2 separate regions of the Anas platyrhynchos genome follow, and region 1 is linked to region 2. The links are chromatin contacts, called in public Hi-C maps. All regions are on one chromosome and are shown on one strand. Each heading gives the region's core, a stretch centred on a gene start, on an enhancer-like site or on the middle of the called end of the contact. The rest is flanking DNA. Distances are from core to core; before and after follow the strand shown. Region 1 holds the start of DLL1 (delta like canonical Notch ligand 1). Region 2 overlaps PSMB1 (proteasome 20S subunit beta 1).

What was found. Hi-C and Micro-C count contacts between places; a contact is called where the count stands out from the background.
Region 1: a Hi-C map of subcutaneous adipose tissue shows a contact between it and region 2, with 2.5 times the contacts expected there. The contact joins the promoter of DLL1 here to the enhancer-like site in region 2. A contact is called at or near these places in 4 of 8 Hi-C or Micro-C datasets (liver, skeletal muscle and subcutaneous adipose tissue).

The regions. Positions count from the first base shown.
Region 1 is chr3:45,431,404-45,435,895 of IASCAAS_PekinDuck_T2T, forward strand. It overlaps DLL1 (delta like canonical Notch ligand 1), which reads left to right and starts at 1,662. Exons shown (of 12, transcript XM_038176672.2): 1 at 1,662-1,677. The region is part of intron 1 of FAM120B (family with sequence similarity 120 member B); the gene reads right to left.
Region 2 is chr3:45,320,877-45,325,227 of IASCAAS_PekinDuck_T2T, forward strand. It overlaps PSMB1 (proteasome 20S subunit beta 1), which reads left to right. Exons shown (of 6, transcript XM_027454202.3): 6 at 204-480. The coding sequence ends at 389. Among named protein-coding and RNA genes, the nearest start is that of PSMB1, 6.8 kb to the left of the region's middle. Within about 2 kb of position 1,640, at least 1 of the 8 cell types and tissues checked has an H3K27ac peak or open chromatin away from gene starts, as enhancers often do.

The DNA.
Region 1 (4,492 bases), core at 412-2,911, 110 kb after region 2:
CTCCACATGTTTTCAGGGGGGAAGGAGGGGGCCGGGGAGCCGATGGAGGGCTGAGATCAGATGTTGCTGCCGGTGAAAAATTAAACAGAGCGGTGCTCTGGGGAGCACAGATTAATATATTTGGTGACTCCGCGCGCACAAAGCCTCGCCATTGTGGCCGTATCTGAATGCCTGTGAATAGGACGGAGCATATGTGGCCTGTCACCGCAGGTGCCCACATCTGTTCGTCTCCGGGCAGATGCTCTCAGAAAAGGGGAGAGCATTTCCAAAAGCACGGGCCCGCCCCATCCATACCCATCCTCTGCCTCGTAATCACCTTCTGCGGAGCAGTTTCAGCCCCCCTCCCCGCGTGTACGAAGCCGCAGAGAGATGCGGAAAGAAATGGAAACAACGCAAATTGGAAGTGGCTCGGAAAGCCCTGAAAACATACGACCAGACTGCTGCCACCCCCCAAAGTTTATTAGCAGCAGGTTTTGCGCTGCAGCCAGCACACAATACACAAGATGTGCGCACCATGCGAGGGGGGTTGCGGGCCACAGGGGAGCAGAAAACCCCTTCATGCATGAAACGCGGTACAGTACAGCGGCACGCTGTGCTGACTGTCACAGGCAAGGAGTGGTCTGCTCCTTGCAGTAGCAGTTTGCACATACTCTTTGGAGTTCTGGCTTAAGATGATGATAAATAAAGCCAGGGGAAAAGGAAGAGGGGGGTTCCCCATGAGAAATGCTGAACGCGGTAAATATTGCTACCAAGGTTGGTAGCAGAGGGGAATATTTCCAGCCATCCCATGAAATCTCATTGCCAGAGTGCAACACATTTTTCTGAGAAGTGCTATAACTCTTTTTTTTTTTTTTTTCCCCGGTGTGCATGATTTGAGCCAGCTCATGGCCTGTCCCCCCTGCTCCAGGACACTGACACTGATGCATGCCAGGCCACGGCTCCGCAGGGGGCCTACACTGGCCTTGCCTGATGGGGCAGGTGGTGTGCTTGGGATCGCAGGGTGTTTTGGGTTGGTTGGTGGTCAGCACAGGAACTGTGGTTTCTAGGATGTTTAAGGTCGCAAGCCTGGGGTTAAAAGGGGCAAACTTCTGTAGCAGTAGGGCTGAGCTGCACCCAAGCAGGGCACGGAAGATGCGGTAATTTAAGTACCACACCTCTTCTGCTGATGAGGTAAAGAAACAGGGTGGAAGGTTTGGGCTGTTTCAACAGATTGGAGGTCAAGGGAGTGAGCGGACCTTCATCCAGCCTAGGGACAGCCAGGGGAAGGCGCCTTCCCTGGTTGGGGTGAGCCCAAGGGCCTGGAGGATGGCAGGGGGCAAGGAGTGGGGGAGCCTCTCCCACGGCCAGCCTGCAGCAGGGATGTGCAGCCCACCGCAACCCTTCCCCTTTTGGGAGCGTGCTCGCACACACACGAGTGGCCAATTTTATCCCTCGCAGTTTCCCACAAGCAAAATCGCGTCGGAAACGAGCCAGGGAGAAAACCCAAACAAACAAGTAGCGCAGGGGAGCGGGGGCGGCAGGGGGGGGGAAGGGGGGGCTCGCTTTCTCCTCGTGTGCCATCAGAAAAACACATATAGGGGCCACTTTGGGATTTGCCCGGGGAAGGGTTGGAGAGCAGCTGGCTGCGGTAATCTCATCGGGAGACAAAGGAATGCCCCGCCGGTCCTAGGATCACAGGTAAACACACAGCCATTGTCATGAAAATGAGGGGCTAGGATAGGGCTGGAGCAGATGATTTGCGATTTGAAAATAGGGGGCTGGGGGGGGGGGGGGGGGGGGAAGGGAGGGAAGGCCCGGAGCTGCTTATCTATCATCTGGCCTCTCTGTGTGCCAGCTGAGCCACGCGACTGCCCTTTCTTATTCTAATCAGCACATGCCTTTGCAACTTTGGGCTAACCTACATGCGCAACTTGGTAATCCCCCTCCCCGCACACGGCAAGCGCGGCCCGGCGCCCCCGGGGGACCGCGGGCGGGGGTCGGGGACCGGGGGCGGGGGGCTCGGCGCCCCTGGGGAGGGGGTGAGGGGGGGGGGGTAGGGGGGACACGGGCAGCACGGCGGGCACCGCGCCGAGCCCCGGCCGCCGGGGACGCGGCTCCCGCTTCCCCCGCCGGCCCCGGGGACACCTGACGGGGGGCTGCGGCGGAGGGGCTCCCGCATGCCTGCGGAGGGGCTAGGGGGCTAATTAAAATATTATGCACACTCGGCTACACATAGCTCCACACGTAACGGCGGCGCACCGTTCGCCATATGCCCGCAGCCCCCCGGCCCGGGCGAGGGAGGCTCGCAGGGCGGTGAATTCAGCGCCTCGCCCTCATTAGCAGCCCCCCCGCCACCCCTCTACCCCCCCTTTTGGAAGTGACTTTTCCCATAATCTGGCTTGTTTGGAAATAGCGGCCGATGGGATGCTCTCGGCTTGCAAAGCCTCGCCGGGGAGCGGGGGCATCGAGCGGGACCCCCGGGGTGGGAGCCGCTCCCCGAGGGCAGAGCCGGGCCAAACCGAGCTGGGCCAAACCGAGCCGGGTCAAACCGAGCCGGGCCGGGCCAAACCGAGCCGGTGGAGGCGGGCAGCATCGCGGGGGGAGCGCGGTGCGGAGACACGCGGTTGGGAGCGAAAAAGCGCCATTTGGTTAGGAGCAGATGGCTGGCTAGGGGGCTGATCGCGTCTAAAGGCGTGTCATCCCCCTTCAGCGAGAATCCCTAAGGGCTCCCCTTGTCTTCAAAATCAATGAAAATTAAAGTGCAGAGAATGGATGAATAGTTAGACCTCGAGTCCCTCCTTTGTTCGCCTCAGCTACTGGTGGGCAGGAGTTAAACTACAACAGCCTCCTATAGAAACACTTAAGTTAAACAGTCTCCCCGTTAGCCCAGCATCTGAAAGAGAGAGGGAGAGGGGGGAAAAAAGCAGAAAAAGGAGCTTTCTGCTTGATTTCCCCAATACAGAATCGCGTGGCATAAATTAAGCCGGAGAAGAATGAGCGCCGTGGGCAGGATCCTGCCGGCTCTCACGGCGCCTTTCAGTCACGCTCAGCAGCGGTAATCGAGAAATCTGTGCCACGTCAATTTAACAAATACCCGGTACCGAAGGGGGGTTGTTAAGGATTTGGGGGCAAGGCTTTTTTTTTTTTTTTCGGGGCTTTTTTTTTTTTTTTCGCTAGGTTAAAGCCCTCGCGCGTGTAACTTTTTATTTCCACTTTTTTAAGCAAGGGGATGCTACTGGACCAACTTTCTACCTCTCGTTGATCCCTGGTGATACACCACGTCTCACCGACGTGTCACCTCCAAATTTCAAGAGATATTCCCCCCCCCCCCAATCCACTTGCTTAGTGGGCCGATCATTTTTTTTTTTTTTTTTCCCTCCCCACTCCCCACTCTCTCCCTTTCCTGGGGATAACCCTGCAGCCAAGTTCGCGAAGCAGCGGCAAAGCCACTCGAAAAGATGTTGTCGCTAGGTGGCAAAAGTAATTTACGGTTCGTGCCGCCGGGGCTGCCGGGTGCGCGGCGCCCGCCCGCTGCCCGCTGCCCCCTGCCCGCTTCGGGGGTGGCTTTCCCCGTTTCGCCCCCGGTCCCCGGGCGAGAGCATCCTCGCTTCTGCCTGCCCAGAGCCTCGGCACGGCGCTGCCCGGCCGCGGGTGCGGGGGAAAAGCAAACATTCCTGCACATTTCAGCTTTCTCTGGAGGGTCGGGGGCAGGGAGGGGGGCGAAGAGCCTTCTCCTCCTCTACCTGTGTACAGAGCGCTCCGTGGGCCCCGACTGGGTTTAAGGGAGGTAGAGGGGTTGGCTGCTTGATAAAGTACCTGCCTAGGTTTGGGGTGGGTGCCGCAAACACCCCGCAGATGAATGTGGGCAGCCGCAGTCCTGGAGCAGTCGAGAAGAGCTGGGCTGAATGAACTCATTAGTGATTTTCTTTTAATTGGTATTACCCAGTGCTTTTACTTTAAGAAGTCTTTAAGATTTTTTTTTTTTCCTAGCGCATTGTAAGATAATTTGTGATCAAGACATCTGCTTCAATGAAAGTCACATTTTGCCATGCAAATGCACGTTTCAACCCAATAAAGTCGCCATAATAAGGCTTTTAGCACGGCATACCTACAGTGAGGTTATTGTAGCCAAATCCTCTCCTTTCGCACACAAGCTTAATCTGTGCTGAAATGATCTGTTACAATTAAAATGACATTTACAGAGACAGTTACACCTTGCATCCTAATGAATCCGCCTGCGCCTACCGAAGGTGTTTAACAGAGGGCCCCAACAAAGTGGAAAACCCCGCTTCGAGTGACATGCCAGAGTCGCCCTCAAACTTTTATCCCCCGCTCCCATCCGTCATTAAGAAGCTGCTCAAAGGGTAATCATCCCTGCTCCTCTTTCACCGCCCCAGTAAACTCCTTTTCGATGTTTTTAAGGTCAAAACAAAAGTTCTAGTGTCTGATGGATATGTAAAAAAATAATAAGGTGACGGTTGGTGTGTAAAGTCTTTTTTTTTTTTTTTTTTTT
Region 2 (4,351 bases), core at 390-2,889:
CGTATGAATATCAGCATAGGTAAAGTTCTGATCACGCAGCTATAAACTGTATGGAGGACTGCTTTTGCCAACTCTGTTTTTAAAACAGACTAATCATTTCTTTTGAAGTTGTCTAAATCTGCTCGTTCTAGTGCAGAGATTGAAACAGCTTTTGTGCTAGATGGAATGTACTTCATTTAAAAAGCATTTTCATCTCTTCTTAGATTGGCTTCAAGAACATGCAAAATGTGGAGCATGTACCTCTGACCCTGGAAAAGGCTTTGCAGCTGGTTAAAGATGTCTTTATTTCTGCTGCTGAGAGAGATGTATACACTGGTGATGCACTTAAGATTTGTGTGGTCACAAAAGATGGAATTAAAGAGGAAACCATCCAATTGCGGAAAGACTAATACAGTTCACATACAAACATGTAATCTATGGAATACAACTTAACTGTATCATGAAGATGTTTGTCTTATTAAATTTTTTCAAGAAGTTTGACTACTGTAATGCCGAGTATTTTCTGTCTGGTAGAAGTGATAGTGGTGTTTTTGGTGTGGGGGTTTTTTGTTGATTTTTTAGAAACCCAATTTGTGGCGAGGATGATATTAAATGTTTGTCTAAGTCAATTTGGTTCATCTCATCTTCATCTATTAATCGATCTAATTACATTGTCAATTTAATCCTCTTCTTGCAGTCCCATATGCTACAACATGGAGGATTGTGAACTTGCTAAAATTAGATTGACAGCTTTTCTGATGATGCTTTCTGTTCAGCCTCGGTTTAGTGAGGAAAAGCATTTGTTGTGTTTGTTCCTGCTGTCTTCTCCGTACTTCATAGCTTACTTTTCCCATCTTCTTGTTTATCTTTCTGATGTGCTGTTCTGGCATCTGACCTCTGTATTTATTTACAGATGATAAATCTGAGTTGCCTGAAACAAATTTATCTGCATAAGAGGGAAGAATGTTACATGGAACTTTTCAAAGTTTAGTCCTGAACTCAGCATCTTGACTCACCTCCACATTTGTATTTGGTTGGTGTCCAAAACGGAAGCAGCGTCCTTTTCTGGCTTCTGATGGATAATAGCTTAGCGTGGAGATTCTTGGAAGCCTGTTAACGTTGAGGGTGAAGCTGTCAGTCCTACTAACTTGATTCTCAGGAAATTGCATCAAGCATAGACAGTCAGATCCATGGGAATCTGGCTTGGGTACTAGGACCTTCAGAAAAGCAGAGATGAGTAATCAAGGGCAGAATCATCTGTTGTACAGGAACTTGTTCAGTTTCTACTCATTCAGAAAAGGACATATAAAAAAATATCTCTTTGCTTGAGGTGCCATGCTTGATCTTTATAAAAACAATTCTGTTTGAGCCTGCAGTAAGCTTGTGGCTTGTTTGAAGGTGGCTGACTGCCTTGGGTGCAGCATTGTGGGTGTCGTGCAATTTTTTTTTAGCTTTGGCTAGTCTTCATCAATGACGGTAGTTTCAGGCTTTCTGGACAGTTCAAACAGCAGGTAACTGGCACCAATAGTGAAAGACATGGCACGTTTCAAAGGACTCTGGATGTGTTTAGGAAATCCAGTGAGTGACAACTTGAACACTTTGGGAAGCTGCTACTGCTCATGAAACCCTTTGACCACTGGGTGCCACTGTTGGGCCGTGTCAGGAGGGAACAGCTCGTCCCAGAAGGATCAGCCGCAGTAAAGGGACACAGCATCCCGGGCTGAAGTCACTTGATCCCACAAGTCAGAACTTCCAGGCGCATTCCAGTAACTTACAGGGATGCTTAAGATTATTTGCAAAAGCCATCTTAAACGGGCACAGTTGTAGACTTGATTTTGTAGCTACAGGCTGTGCCTCACTGAGCAAATCGAACACTGTGCAGTAATTCCAAGAACTAAAACCTCACATCTACTTAAAACACAAACCTGGAATGCTAAACTAAATACACACTGTTACTTCAATAAATTAAATTAAAGCACCTTCAGCTCAGCTATCTTTGATACCAATTCCATGCTGATTTGCTAAAGTGTCTCATGAAAAAATGTTAGTTTTGCACAATTGCTGGACTCCAGTGAGACTGGATAGTACTAAAGTTGCAGTGGTAAGCAGCTCACGCTAACAAGTTGACGTGCCTGCCTTTTGGACAGCTCTGTTTCCAATATGCAAGATCTAAACGGTTACTAAGGAAAGGCAACAAACAAGGATCTAATTTGTACCTGAATGAATTTAATGTTCTTGATAGATGCCAAATGTGTAGGAGAGTTGCACTGATTCAATTTAAAAGACTGATTTCGAATTTGGATGCTCGTATAGTCAAAGGTGAAGTTTATATGAAAACTAAATGCACGTCCAACAGACGTAAAGAATTACGTGTTCTAGTTCGAGGTGTCTAGGCTTGTCGGTAAGTTGTTTCAGGAGGAACGCCAGGTGATTTGAGTGTTCAGGTCAGAGGGGAGATACAGCAGGTACTGGGGATGCAAGTTTTCTTGCTACTGGGCACCAGTGCTGTCCAGTTGGAGCACTGGTACAGACGAGATGGCCATTTTGTGTCCTCAGTTCTCCTGTGGAGTATGTCTGGTTGAAGAACCAACAGGGGATGAGAGCTTTTACACAGGCTTGTTGGACTGGAAATACCAATGCCATTTTTTTCAGGAATACCCTGACTTTTCACAACCCTCCTTAGTTTTGTGCTGGTACTTTGTGTATATAAATCAGGTCAGTAGCCGTGTTGCACTGTCTACCATGTCAATTAATGCTTTATGAAGTACTGTGAGCACTATCTAGTTACACAGCTGCCCAGGGTAGTACACTGTGGAGGTACAGCTAGGCAAAACAAATAGAAGAATAAAATAATAAGAAGAATAAATAGAAGAATACCACTTACAGTTCCTAGAAGCAGAGCTCTGGCATTGGCAGTTCTACTTGGCTAGGGATGAGATGTCTCAGACTTTGATGGAAGAGAAGGGAGAAGAAAAGTGTTTGTCTTGCAATACCCTTTCTTAGTATTAAGTTACACGTTTATTTCAAAAGCCAGCTGTGCTGCAGAATTTGGTTAATCTTGGCACGAGCACTTTTAACCACCTTGATCGAGTGCTTGCAAGTGACATGGCAAAAGAAGAGCAAGTGCACAAAGCCGCGACAGCGAGCTCCTCTTCGTCTGGAGCAGTACTAACCCAGTCCTTCAGATGGCAATAGTTAGCTGCTCTAGCTGGCCTCACCACCGTTACACACGGGGTGGGTAAAAATAGTCATGCAGACTTCACCCGTTTCCCACTGTAACATGCTTCGCAGTAGTGTTTATTGAGGGGATGGGAGGCTTTATTTTGATCCCAGCCAAATGGCAGCACACTGTTGCTTATATAAGGGACGGCGCAAGGTCAGAATCAGCCCTGATGACTAGGTTTGTAAGGAAGTAGACCCTGCTTTATTTTAGACACATGTTTTCAGCAGGATTGTTTATGTGGCAAATCCATTTTGTGTACAGGGGAGGGGGCTTGTTATTATGGAAAGTGAAAGTGCTTGACAGGGCATATATACTGCATCCATGCTTCTAGAGCTAGTTCGCTGTGTCACTGCTGCGTGGAGGATAAGTTGAATTTCCCTTTATTAAGGTGATCTCAAGATTGTTCTGTAAAACAACATTTTATGATTCAAGCACTGGGCTCTCTCACTCCATGAAGACATTTCTCCTTTTTACAGAGAGATGTCTGCAACACTACATGCCTCTGTGAGGGGGGAGGCAGGAGCGGGGCTGCTTCTATGTTATTGCTGTTTCATGGGGAAAAACAGTGATATGGGAATTATAAAACACGATTTGAAGTATAGCAGTCTGAAGCAATCCTACTGCAACTCGCCCCTTTCCACTATTTATATGCTTACGGGGCAAAACTGTAATTTCCCACACTTGGAAAAACTTTTTTTTTTTGATACTGCAGAATTATCCAAACTGGAAACCAAGAAGAAGTAGGCTTTCCAAGTACTCTGCTGAGTGACTCTGGGTTTTACAAACCTAAGCTTGGGGAGAAGTGGCAGGAGCAAGTAGGGAATGATTAAAAAAAGCATTCATACGAATCTGAGCAAAATAAAGCAATTCTGTTTCTCCTGAGGCTAGTGGAAGATAGTTTTAAGAGCATACAGTAGCTGCTGCCCTGTTCGGGGCTCCTGATGTGGAGTCAGGAACCAACTTTTGACTGAAAAGGATTTGGGAGTGACAGCTTTCAAATTCTTTCTTTCAGTCAGCTTTTGTTTAATATGAATGTCCTTTGCTTTTAGGCCAACTGGGGCAGTTGTAAAACAGACAATGTGGCACATAGGCCTGAAGTTAACCAAGATTTGTCTCCAGAACTGCCTTCTCAGGACAAATTCCTTTTGA